2 separate regions of the Pan troglodytes genome follow, and region 2 is linked to region 1. A link is a contact called in public Hi-C data. All regions are on one chromosome and are shown on one strand. Each heading gives the region's core, a stretch centred on a gene start, on an enhancer-like site or on the middle of the called end of the contact. The rest is flanking DNA. Distances are from core to core; before and after follow the strand shown. Region 1 has its middle 32 kb from the start of MRGPRD. Region 2 overlaps TPCN2 (two pore segment channel 2).

Evidence for each region. A called contact is a pair of places that touch in the nucleus more often than the background predicts.
Region 2: a contact with region 1 is called in a Hi-C map of induced pluripotent stem cells, with 4 times the contacts expected there. The contact joins two enhancer-like sites. A contact is called at or near these places in 3 of 7 Hi-C or Micro-C datasets (induced pluripotent stem cells and stem cell-derived neural progenitor cells).

What each region holds. Positions count from the first base shown.
Region 1 is chr9:70,996,337-71,001,514 of NHGRI_mPanTro3-v2.0_pri, forward strand. No RefSeq gene overlaps it. Among named protein-coding and RNA genes, the nearest start is that of MRGPRD, 32 kb to the right of the region's middle. Within about 2 kb of position 2,510, at least 4 of the 24 cell types and tissues checked have an H3K27ac peak or open chromatin away from gene starts, as enhancers often do. A contact at or near this core is called in induced pluripotent stem cells, where this site is marked.
Region 2 is chr9:71,134,615-71,140,654 of NHGRI_mPanTro3-v2.0_pri, forward strand. All of the region lies in intron 19 of TPCN2 (two pore segment channel 2), which reads left to right. Among named protein-coding and RNA genes, the nearest start is that of TPCN2, 38 kb to the left of the region's middle. Within about 2 kb of position 4,092, at least 2 of the 24 cell types and tissues checked have an H3K27ac peak or open chromatin away from gene starts, as enhancers often do. A contact at or near this core is called in induced pluripotent stem cells, where this site is marked.

The DNA of each region.
Region 1 (5,178 bases), core at 1,260-3,759:
ACTCAGTACAGGGTCCCCCCGCCCAGCTATGCCTTGGGACCCTAGGGCAGACTCATTCTGTTTTACCCACTGCAGAGCCTAGTCGGGTATTTGGTCTTTTCTCAGAGTAGAGGAGGAGGCTTCTCTGAGTAGCAGATGGGATTAGAAGATCTGATTGCTGCTGCTTTCATAAAAATTATAAAATATCTATAACATGAAATTTAACATTTTAACCATTGTGTAAGCAAGTGTACAACTCAGCGGCATCCCTTACATTCCCAGCATTGTGCAACCATCACCACCATCTGTCTCCAGAACTTTCTCATCTTCCCACATGGAAACTCCATCCCCATCAAATACCAACCCCCCAGCCCCTGGAATCTCTGTTCATTTTCTGTCTCCATGACTGATTGCTTCTTTTAAAGACTTCCATCCACCCGCCTTATTTTAGCTCCTTCCCACCCCACTTCTTGGGCTCCCAAGGCCCCCAGTTCCTGAGCCTTTAGGTGATTCTGTGGCATCAATTTATTTAGTGGCCTTATGTAGATGCGTGTGTTCAATCCGCTAACTTTACATGGATGTTTCTCTAGATCAGGGGGTCCCAGGGGTACGGGTCCATGACCTGTTAGGAACTGGGCCTCACAGCAGGAGGTGAGTGGTGGGTGCGCCTGTGAAGCTTCATCTGTATTTACAGCCACTCCTCACGCTCGCGTCACTGCCCGAGCTCCGCCTCCCGTCAGATCAGCAGCGGCGTTAGATTCTCATAGGAGCGCGAACCCTATTGTGAACTGCGCATGCGAGGGATCCAGGCTGCGTGCTCCTTTATGAGACTCTGATGCCTGATGATCTGTCACTGTCTCCCATCACCCTAAGATGGGACTGTCTAGTTGCAGGGAAAGAAGCTCAGGGCTCCCACTGATTCTACATTATGGTGAATTGTAGAATTATTTTATTATATATTACAATGTCAATAATAGAAATAAAGTGTGCAATAAATGTCATGCGCTTGGGTCATCCTGAAATCATTCCCCCTGCCACCCCACGGCCTGGCCCATGGAGAAATTATCTTCCACGAAACCGGTCTCTGGTGCCAAAAAGGCTGGAGACTGTTGCTCTATAATATTTAAGTTATCTTTTGCAGAGACTTTGTGTTTTGAGACAGGGTCTTGCTCTGTTGGCCAGGCTGGAGTGCAGTGGCACAATCACGGTTCATTGTAGCCTCGACCTCCTGGGCTCCAGAGATCCTCCCACCTCAGCTTCCTGAGTAGCTGGGACTACAGACACATGCCACCATGCCCAGATAATTTTTTAAAAAAATTTTTAGTAGAGATAGGGTCTTTGTTGCCCAGACTGGTCTGCTGGGCTAAGTGATTCTCTCACCTCAGCCTCCCAAAGTGTTGGGGTTACAGGCGTGAGTCACCACACCTGGCCCTTTGCAGATACTTTGTAAACAACCAGTAGAATCATTTTATAATCACATTATATTACATAATCATTTAATGTTAGTGCTTAATGACAAAAGTTGGATATAAAACTACAAAATCAGCATGCTCAACGTACGCCAAACACACATATATGCATAGAAAGGATGGAGCTGGGTGTGGTGGCGCACACCTGTAGTCCGAGCTACTCAGGAAGCCAAGGCAGGAGGATCGCTTGAGCCCAGGAGTCCCAGGCCAGCCTGGGTAAACATAGTGAGACCTTGGCTCTAAAATTAAAAAAAGAAAAAGAAAAGATACGAAGGCGTATGGCCATTGTAAACACCTCTGATCTTTGGGATTTGGTGTGATTCTTGGTCTCTCGTTTATAGCTAAAAAAAAAAAAAGTTTCTCCAATGATGAATGTTGGTTCTATAATCAGAACAGGACAATTCCTGCTGGTTTTCCAGTTAGGCAGCTGATGGGGTCGCAGCTGCTCCCATTTTTCAGCAAGTGCCAAGGAAAGGCCAGATTTCCAGTGGGTCTGGGGTCCTCCACGTTCTTTCTCCATCCCAGGCCTGTGTGGTCTCGGTGGCTGTGGGCTGGGGTGAGCCAGAGTTGGGCAGTGAGGAGAGGGAAATTGGCCCAGTTTGTGTCTTAGAAAAGTCCCTCTGGTGGCTGCCTTGAGGAGGTGTCTGAGGTGGAAAACCTGCCAGCAGCTATAGTCTGGAGAAGTCAGAGTCAGGTGGGGTACACAGGGGCGCATCTGCTGATTATACATGGGCTCAGTCATCAGAACTTGCAGACTGGCCTCCTGCAGGGGTGAGGGGCTGGGAAGATCCCCACGCTTCTGGCTTGGGGGACGAGTGACTTTAATGGCTCACAAAGCACTGTCCAAATGTTCTTAATAATAAGAATTGTGTTTCTTTCTTGTTTAATGCACATATGCTATCCAGAAGTCCCACACTCCTGGAAATGCATGTATATGCAGAATTCCGGGTTTTCTAGTGATGTCAGCCTGATTGGCATCTACCAGACAGTTCTACTGAGACCTGGGGCCCCTCGCCATGAGCAGAAGCAGGGAAGGCTGCAGCCCCCCTGGGGTAGGAGCTCTTTGTCTTCATTGTAGCAGCGGTGGATGCAGCTCTCAGCCTGGCCCTTTTCAAGTCAGCCGGATAGGGTCGGAGTTCCTCCTGTCACTTGGGTCAGCCGGACAGGGGCTGAGCTCCTCCTCTCACAGGCCCACTCTGTCTCATGACAGGTGTCAGTACCCGCTTGTCTGCTGGGAGAACTGTGTGATTCTCTGACAGAGGTCATGACACCTTGGTACATTCTGCACCTTGGTTGCTGGGGGAGACATCTGACATCAGCCCGGCCAGGAGAACCCAGCTGTGGTTCCAGGTGTGGTGTGTGGCTCCAGGGAATGGCTTTTGGGGGTTTCAGCCAGTCACGGCAAGCCTATCCCCTTGACCTGTGCCTATTCTAGGTGGACCTGGGAGCCTGATTCCAGGGGGACCTGGGAACCTGGTTCTGTTTAATGAACAGCGGAGTGGAGGACAGAGGAGAGAGGCCCCCAGAGGCTGGGGGCCTCTGGGAAAGATCTGATTTACATTTTCTTTCTTTTTTGAGGCAGGGTCTCGCTCTGTTGCCCAGGCTGGAGTACAGTGGTGCAATCATGGCTCACTGCAGCTTCAACCTTCTGGGCTCAAGCGATCTTCCTACCTCATCCTCCCCTGTAGCTGAGACTACAGGCATGCGCCACCAATATCTAGCTAATTTTTGTATTTTTTGTAGAAATGGGGTTTCACCATGTTGCCCAGGCTGCTCAAACTCCTGGGCTGAAGCAATTCACCTGCCTTGGCCTCCTGAAGTGCTGGGATTACAGGTGTGAGCCACCGTGCCAGCTCTGTTTTTAAGGTTTCACTCTGTCACCCAGGCTGGAGTGCGGTGGCACAATCACAGCTGACTGCATGCAGCCTCCACCTCCTGGCTTGAAGTGATCCTCCCACCTCACCCTCCTGAGTAGCTGGGACTGCAGGCATGTGCCACCCAGCTAAAAAATACACCTGGCTAATTTTTGTATTTGTTGTAGAGATGGGGTTTCACCATGTTGCCCAGGCTGGTCTCAAACTCCTGAGCTCAAGCAATCCACCCGCCTCGGTCTCCCAAAGTGCTGGGATTACAGGCATGAACCACCACACCTGGCCTGATTTACTTTATCTCAGTGGATTTGCCACTTCTGGACATTTCCTGTCATAGAGTTGTACAACATGTGGCCTTCTGTGACTGGCTTCCTTCACTGAGCGTGTCTTTCGGCTTCATCGGTGCTGCAGCGTGTCAGCTCACCATTCCTTTTTTTTTTTTTTTTTTTTTTAATAGAGTCTCGCTCTATCGCCCAGGCTGGAGTGCAGTGGTGTGACCTCAGCTCACTGCAACCTCCGCCTCCCAGGTTCAAGCGATTCTTCTGCCTCAGCCTCCCAAGTAGCTGGGACTACAGGTGTGCACCACCACGCCCAGCTAATTGTTTTGTATTTTTAGTAGAGACGGGGTTTCACCATGTTGGCTGGGCTGCTCTTGAACTCCTGAACTCTGGTGATCCGCACACCTTGGCCTCCCAAAGTGCTGGGATCACAGGCATGAGCCACCGCGCCCGGCCTCGCCATTTCTTTTTAAGACAGAATAACATTCTGCTGTGTGGGCACACCGCTTTTTGTTGATCCATTCATCAGGGTAGGCATTTCGATTTTTCCACTTTCTGGCTATTGTGAATAATGCTGCTATGAACATTTGTGTTCAAGTTTTAATGTGGACGTCTTTTTCCTTCTCCTGGTTACTTACTTAGGAGTGCAAATGTGGGGTTTCATGGTAGTCTGTCCTCTGGATGTCTTGAAAAGCCAGCAGTGATTTAGGCCTTTGCAGCGAGCCTCTGAACCAGACTCTTTATAAAACTGTCTCCTTTGGCCCTCACTCTCCCCCTGGGAGGGAGGTGTGGATGTTCTGTCTGTGTTTTCAGGTGAGGAAACAGAGGTGCAGGGCAGCGGGGAGACTTGCCGGCCCTCACTGCAACCTCCGCCTCCTGGGTTCAAGTGATTCTCCTGTCTCAGCCTCCTGAATAGTTGGGATTATAGGCATGAGCCACCACGCCTGGCTAATTTTTGTATTTTTAGTAGAGACAGGGTTTCACCATGTTGGCCAGGCTGTTCTTGAACCCTGACCTCAGGTGATCTGCCTGCCTCGGCCTCCCAAAGTGCTGGGATTATAGGCATGAGCCACCACGCCTGGCTAATTTCTGTATTTTTAGTAGAGATGGGGTTTCACCATGTTGGCCAGGCTGGTCTCGAACACTGACCTCAGGTGATCTGCCTGCCTCGGCCTACCAAAGTGCTGGGATTATAGGCATGAGCTACTGCGTCCGGCCAGACTCTTTTTTTTTTTTTTTTTTTTTTTTGAGACGGAGTCTTGCTCTGTCTCCAGGCTAGAGTGCAGTGGCGTGATCTTGGCTCACTGCAACCTCCGCTTCCCAGGTTCAAGCGATTTTCCTGCCTCAGCCTCCGGAGTAGCTGGGACTACAGGCACATGCCACCATGCCCAGCTAATTTTTGTATTTTTAGTAGAGACAGGGTTTCACCATGTTGGCCAGGATCGTCTCAATCTCTTGACCTCGTGATCTGCTCACCTTGGCCTCGAAAAATGCTGGGATTACAGGCGTGAGCCACCACGCCCAACCGACTCTCTTTTTATTTAAGAGTACAGCACTAATAGCTCACAGAAAGCTCTAGGT
Region 2 (6,040 bases), core at 2,842-5,341, 140 kb after region 1:
GAAGAGAATCTTGCCTCAGGTGCTGTCTGCCCAGCCCCCTAACTTGCACAGCAGAGGAAACTGAGGCCCAGAAAGGGGACCAGGTTAGCCCAGGCGTGTACCCCTTCCACTCTGCTGACACATGTTAGGGACAGGCCTGGGGTTGGCGGGCAGCCTGTCCCCTAACTGTGGCTGCCAGGGTACCTGGGGGCAGGGCCCTAATTCCCTTAGGAGCTCCATGACCACGCCTGCCTGAGCCCCACTGTGTCTGTGGACCCGCCAGCCCTGGGGGAGACCAGCTGCGTGTGTTTTGAAGTAGCAGCCAGGCTGGAATCCCAGCCCTGGGCAGAGGGTCCTGGCCTCACAGTCATCCTCTGGCTTTGCGGTTCTGTCTGGGGAGGGGGGTGGCGGGTGCACCCATGGGTGGGGCTGACCAGTCCCCGGCTCCTGGCCCGCCAGGTGGTCTACTACGTATTTGCCATCATTGGGATCAACTTGTTTAGAGGCGTCATTGTGGCTTCTCCTGGAAACAGCAGGTGAGGTGGGGTCCGAGGTGCCACAGGGAGTGTCTCAGGGGTGCTGGGGTGGGCGGGAAGCCTTGGCGGTGGCCTCAGTGGGCTCAGCATCTCAGGATGGGAGGGTGTTCTCCCAGTTCCTTCGTCTCCTCCCTCCACCCCCTTTTCCCCACCCCCAATTTCCACCTCCGCTCCGCACCTCTCCTAGGAGCCCTTGCCTGGAGTCTGCTAAACACATTTCTCGTGGCCTGCGCAGAGCAGCACTTTCCCTGCCCCCTGAGCCTCTGTATCCCAATTTGGACCTTCAGGCCAGGCTGAGCACGCCAGCAGAGGAAAGGGGTGTAAGGTATCAGGCCTCAGAACCTGGAGCCCCCGCCCCTGACCCAGGTGTGTTGTGTTCCCCAGCCTGGCCCCTGCCAATGGCTCGGTGCCCTGTGGGAGCTTCGAGCAGCTGGAGTACTGGGCCAACAACTTCGATGACTTTGCGGTGAGCCCTGCGCCCTGTCCCAGCACCCTGCTCCCCGGGCTCCTCCCCTCCCCACCTCCTGGGCCCTCCTGGACCGCTGGTCTCTGCCCCCGCAGGCTGCCCTGGTCACTCTGTGGAACTTGATGGTGGTGAACAACTGGCAGGTGTTTCTGGATGCGTATCGGCGCTACTCGGGCCCGTGAGTCCTCGTCTCCCTGACGGCAGTGATTCTCCGTGCAGCCTGGGGGTTCCCTCACCTCCGGGCACGCTGCATCTGCACTGGATGCCCGGAGCGTGGCTGGGACGGGGACTCGGGCCTTGACAGGGAAGTTGGCCAGCGTGGCATCCTGGCTCGCCTTGTCCCTGCCCCCTGCATAGCCACATCGTGACTCTCAGGATGGTGGCCAGTGACTCTGGGTTTACACCTCCTGGAGGTCGTTGGTGTGTTTGGGGCTTCTGAGGAATTCCATGGGGGTGGGGGAGCCCCGGGAAGGCTGAGTGAACGAGATAGTTCAGCTCTGAGCTTGAAGAGCTCAGACTGGCCCCAGCTGATGGTCCTGGGTTTTAATCCCAGCACCGCCTCCTGCTGGCTTAGCTACCTCGGCAGCTTGTTGCACGTTTCTAGGCCTCAGTTGGGTTGTTTCTGAGATGGAAATAGTAACGCGCTCTGCATCATGGTGTGTGTGGGCCGGCTGCCCGAGAGCTGTCCTGGCCACGCAGCAGTGGTGTTTGTATCGAGTGCTCTTGCTTTGCTCATCGTGGTTCACAGGGTGGGTCTCTGTCCTCCGCAGGTGGTCCAAGATCTATTTTGTATTGTGGTGGCTGGTGTCGTCTGTCATCTGGGTCAACCTGTTTCTGGCCCTGATTCTGGAGGTATCAGAGATCCCCACCCAGGCTGTTCTCCATGGTCGTTTGTTTCTAATTCACTTTCGATGGGCCTGAGGCCACCGGCCGGGCCTGCCTGGAACTTTGATGGGAGAGTCGTGCTGGGTTAGGCGGGTCCTGAGTGAGGCTGAGCCCCTCCCGTGGGGCTCAGTGCTGCCCGCCCTGGCTGCTGGGGCCTTGGGGAGTGCTCCTGACATCTGGGCTGCTGGGGCCTTGGGGGGTGCTCCTGACATCTGGGCTGCTGGGGCCTTGGGGGGTGCTCCTGACATCTGGGCTGTGGGGATTCTCAGGCCCCCAGGTCGGGCTGAAGGAGGGACTTGGACATTGGCTCCAGGAGGAGCCAGCAGCCTCGTGGGGCCTGTGCCTGGGTGTCCAGGGTGAATGGCTCAGCCCCCTCAGTGGGTGCCCTGTGGCTGACCCTGGAGGGGCCGGGGATGGGGCAAGGCTGCTTTCACTCGGGGCCCACACTCACTGGCCACTCCTCCTGCTTGCCAGAACTTCCTTCACAAGTGGGACCCCCGCAGCCACCTGCAGCCCCTTGCTGGGACCCCAGAGGCCACCTACCAGATGACTGTGGAGCTCCTGTTCAGGTGTGTGGGTGGGGAAGGCGCTTCTGTCTGGCCCCCTGGGATGGGAAGCCAAGAGCTGGGGGGTGGAGGGGTTGAGGCGGCGGGCAGGCCCTGATGACTGTCCTCCCCCTCCGCCTGGTTATCTGGCTTTGGTCCTGTGCTCTAGGAGAGCAGCTCAGAGCCGGGATCGGGAGGGCTTCTTCTTCCTGCCACTGGCGTCATAGCCTTTGTCCTGCTCTCCTGCTCTTGGATTGGGCATATTTAAGGCACCATCCTTCAGGGTCCATTGGATCCTGTTGGATGTAAACAAGGGACCTGAGGAAACCGCACCCATCTCTTCTCCTGGCAGCTTTGAGATGGTTCCTCTGCTAGTCCAGAAAAGTGACCACCCAGAGGCAGCCCTGCTGTGGGGCCTCTGTGCCTTCCACCAGGGGCTGCCGAGTTGCTGCAGCCAAGCCCTGCGGTCCTGCCAGCCAGTGGGAAGACGTGGCCCCTGGGCTTTTAAGAATGCCGTGTAGATATTTCTAGTGGCTACATCCATCCTGAGGCTCATCTGAGTCCCCGTGCCTCTGTGTCCCTGTGACACTCACTTCGCATGTGTTGCTAAGCTCTGCTCCCTTGTTCTTGTGGGCAGGCCAGGGTCTCCCTCCTTTAGAGGCCCCTGTGTGCATCTTTCCTCAATTCCACAGGGATATTCTGGAGGAGCCCGGGGAGGATGAGCTCACAGAGAGGCTGAGCCAGCACCCGCACCTGTGGCTGTGCAGGTGACGTCTGGGCTGCCGTCCCAGCGGGGGCGGCAGGAGAGAGAGGCTGGCCTACACAGGTGCCCGTCATGGAAGAGGCGGCCATGCTGTGGCCAGCCAGGCAGGAAGAGACCTTTCCTCTGACGGACCACTAAGCTGGGGACAGGAACCAAGTCCTTTGCGTGTGGCCCAACAACCATCTACAGAACAGCTGCTGGTGCTTCAGGGAGGCGCCGTGCCCTCCGCTTTCTTTTATAGCTGCTTCAGTGAGAATTCCCTCGTCGACTCCACAGGGACCTTTCAGACAAAAATGCAAGAAGCAGCGGCCTCCCCTGTCCCCTGCAGCTTCCGTGGTGCCTTTGCTGCCGGCGGCCCTTGGGGACCACAGGCCTGACCAGGGCCTGCACAGGTTAACCGTCAGACTTCCGGGGCATTCAGGTGGGGATGCTGGTGGTTTGACATGGAGAGAACCTTGACTGTGTTTTATTATTTCATGGCTTGTATGAGTGTGACTGGGTGTGTTTCTTTAGGGTTCTGATTGCCAGTTATTTTCATCAATAAGTCTTACAAAGAATGGGATTGTCATTCTTCACTTCAGCACAGTTCTAGTCCTGCTTCTCTGGAGTAGGGTTGTTGAGTAAGGTTGCTTGGGTTGTGCATTGCACAAGGGCACATGGCTGTGAGGTGTATCCTGGCGGGGGGCTGTCTACCTGCAGTGAGGGGCACCTTTTCTGTTTTGCTCAAAGGCATGTATAAGCCAATGGGTGACCTTATTTCCTGTGTCTTCAGGTGTGTGGCAGGGGGCCTGGGTTGGGGAGGTGGGGCGAGCGAGCAGTGTGTGGAAAGCCTTGTTGTCACCTGAAGCAGGCCAGGTCCAGATTGACCAATGGTTTTCTCACTTCAGGGGCCAACCCACGCCCCCTTTCTGCTGAGGTTTGGGTGCCATCTAGTGGTGGGATGGGACTTGGTTGACTACATTTAAGGCAAGGTGGACCCAGCAACTCCCAGAAACAACTCCGGGGACACCACTCCCCCTCACACTCCACACCGAGCCTGGTGCCCGGTCTGTGCCCAAGCTCAGCGGGACCAGGAAGGGATGGGCCCTGCCAGGGTTGCCCCTGCACTGTGCATTCTTGCCTGGGAGGCACAAGTTCTTTCATCTGCTTTTCCTTCAGAGGTGCTGAGCCCACGCCATAGCCCCTGTGGGATGGTGGGGGAGGGGGCGACCCGAACAACAGTGCAGTCGGTATCGAGATTGGGGAGAGGAGCGAGTCCAAGGAGAAGAAGGTCATGAGTTTCTTTTTACTCGTGTCGAATAATAACAATAACAATATGGAAACCACCGCAAACTTGGAGAAAAGTTGTAAGTACAGTAAAGAGAAGCTTCCTTCTGAGTCACTTGAGTGGTTGCCGTTCTGGCCCTGCACCCTCTGTGCTTTGGGACGGCGTCCAACCCGCATTCGTGTCAGGAGTGAGTCGCACGTGGCTTTGTGGTCATGGCGACTTAATCTGCCTGGACGGTGGCTCCGTCTCCCTGGGCTTAGACGACCTTGGCACTTCTGGAGATAAGCCCATGGCTCCCAGGTTGTGTTCATGTGACGTTTCCTTGTGGTAGGTTCTGGGTCTGCATTTTGTCTAGGAGTGTCACAGGATGGACACTGCCTCCTGGCAGGGGCTGCCCAATGCAGTTAGCCTCCTGCTGGTGTTCTCTCTTGTTGCTTGGTGAAGGTGGCCACGGTCAGCTTCTCCACTGCCCAGTGAACGACCCCTTTGTAATGAATGAGTGGGGAGGTAGTGTGAAGCGATGCCAATATCCCATCCCTGTCAAACTGCCTTTACTTTTTCCTTCCTTCCTTGCTCCCACCTGTGTGGATCCTGGTCCCTTCTTGTATTCAGGGCTGTGGTCTGTTATGACGTTTACTCTCAGGCTCAGGTCCTGCTTGTTTGGCCCGTGGGAGCCCCTTCTTCTGCCTTTTGTGTTTTTTTTGTTATGTACCTACAGTTCTTTAGCTGTTTCTTTACTTTCTGGTGCAAAAAGATGTTCAAGCCTTATTTTATACCTGCCTGCCCCTTTCTCTTTCATTTATTGGAGTGAGCTGCAGCTCTAAGGAGACCTGTTCCTTTGAATGGAGAGTAGCATCAGGAACCAGGATGTGGGTGCGAGGCGTGCTCCTGGCTGTTGCAGATTGCTGCGCCCGGGAGCTCTTAGTGGACAGAGCTAGAGGATATGTGCACGTACTTCCATCTCTCTCTCTGTCTCATCTATTCACAGCTGGGAATGACACTAATACCTCCGATTTTAGCCCAGCACCACAGGGTACGTTCCAGTTTTTCTCTCTTTCCATAGCTGTAAGGCCCTTTCTGGGAATGGTTCTCATTCTCCTCAATCTATTATTGGGTCAGTTTTCCTGCATGTCCCCAGCCTCCCATCACTGCCACCCACTCCCCACAGAGATGCCCTGCTCATCTGACTGGGGCTTTGACTCCCACACTGTGTGCCCCTCTTGTGTGGACGCCCTGCTGCCAAAACCTTCAGCAAACAGCTTTCCAAATGGAAGTTGTCACTGTCAGGGCCTTTACAATCAGCAACAGCAAAATCTACATGCTGCTGAGGGTCCTGGCTCATTAAGATGCAATAAATATGTAAGTACATAAAAACAGCAATAGAAGAAACGTAATGCTTTATTCTCAAATATGATGTCTACATAGAAAAGCCAAAATTATTAAGAATAGTAAGAATTCAGCACAGTTGTTTGCTATGAGATTTAAAAAGTTTTTACTTTATTACTTATTCATTTATTTATTTTAGGGTCTTGCTCTGTTACCCAGGCTGGAGTGCAGTGGTGTGATCATGGCTCACTGCAGCCTCCAACTCGTGGGCTC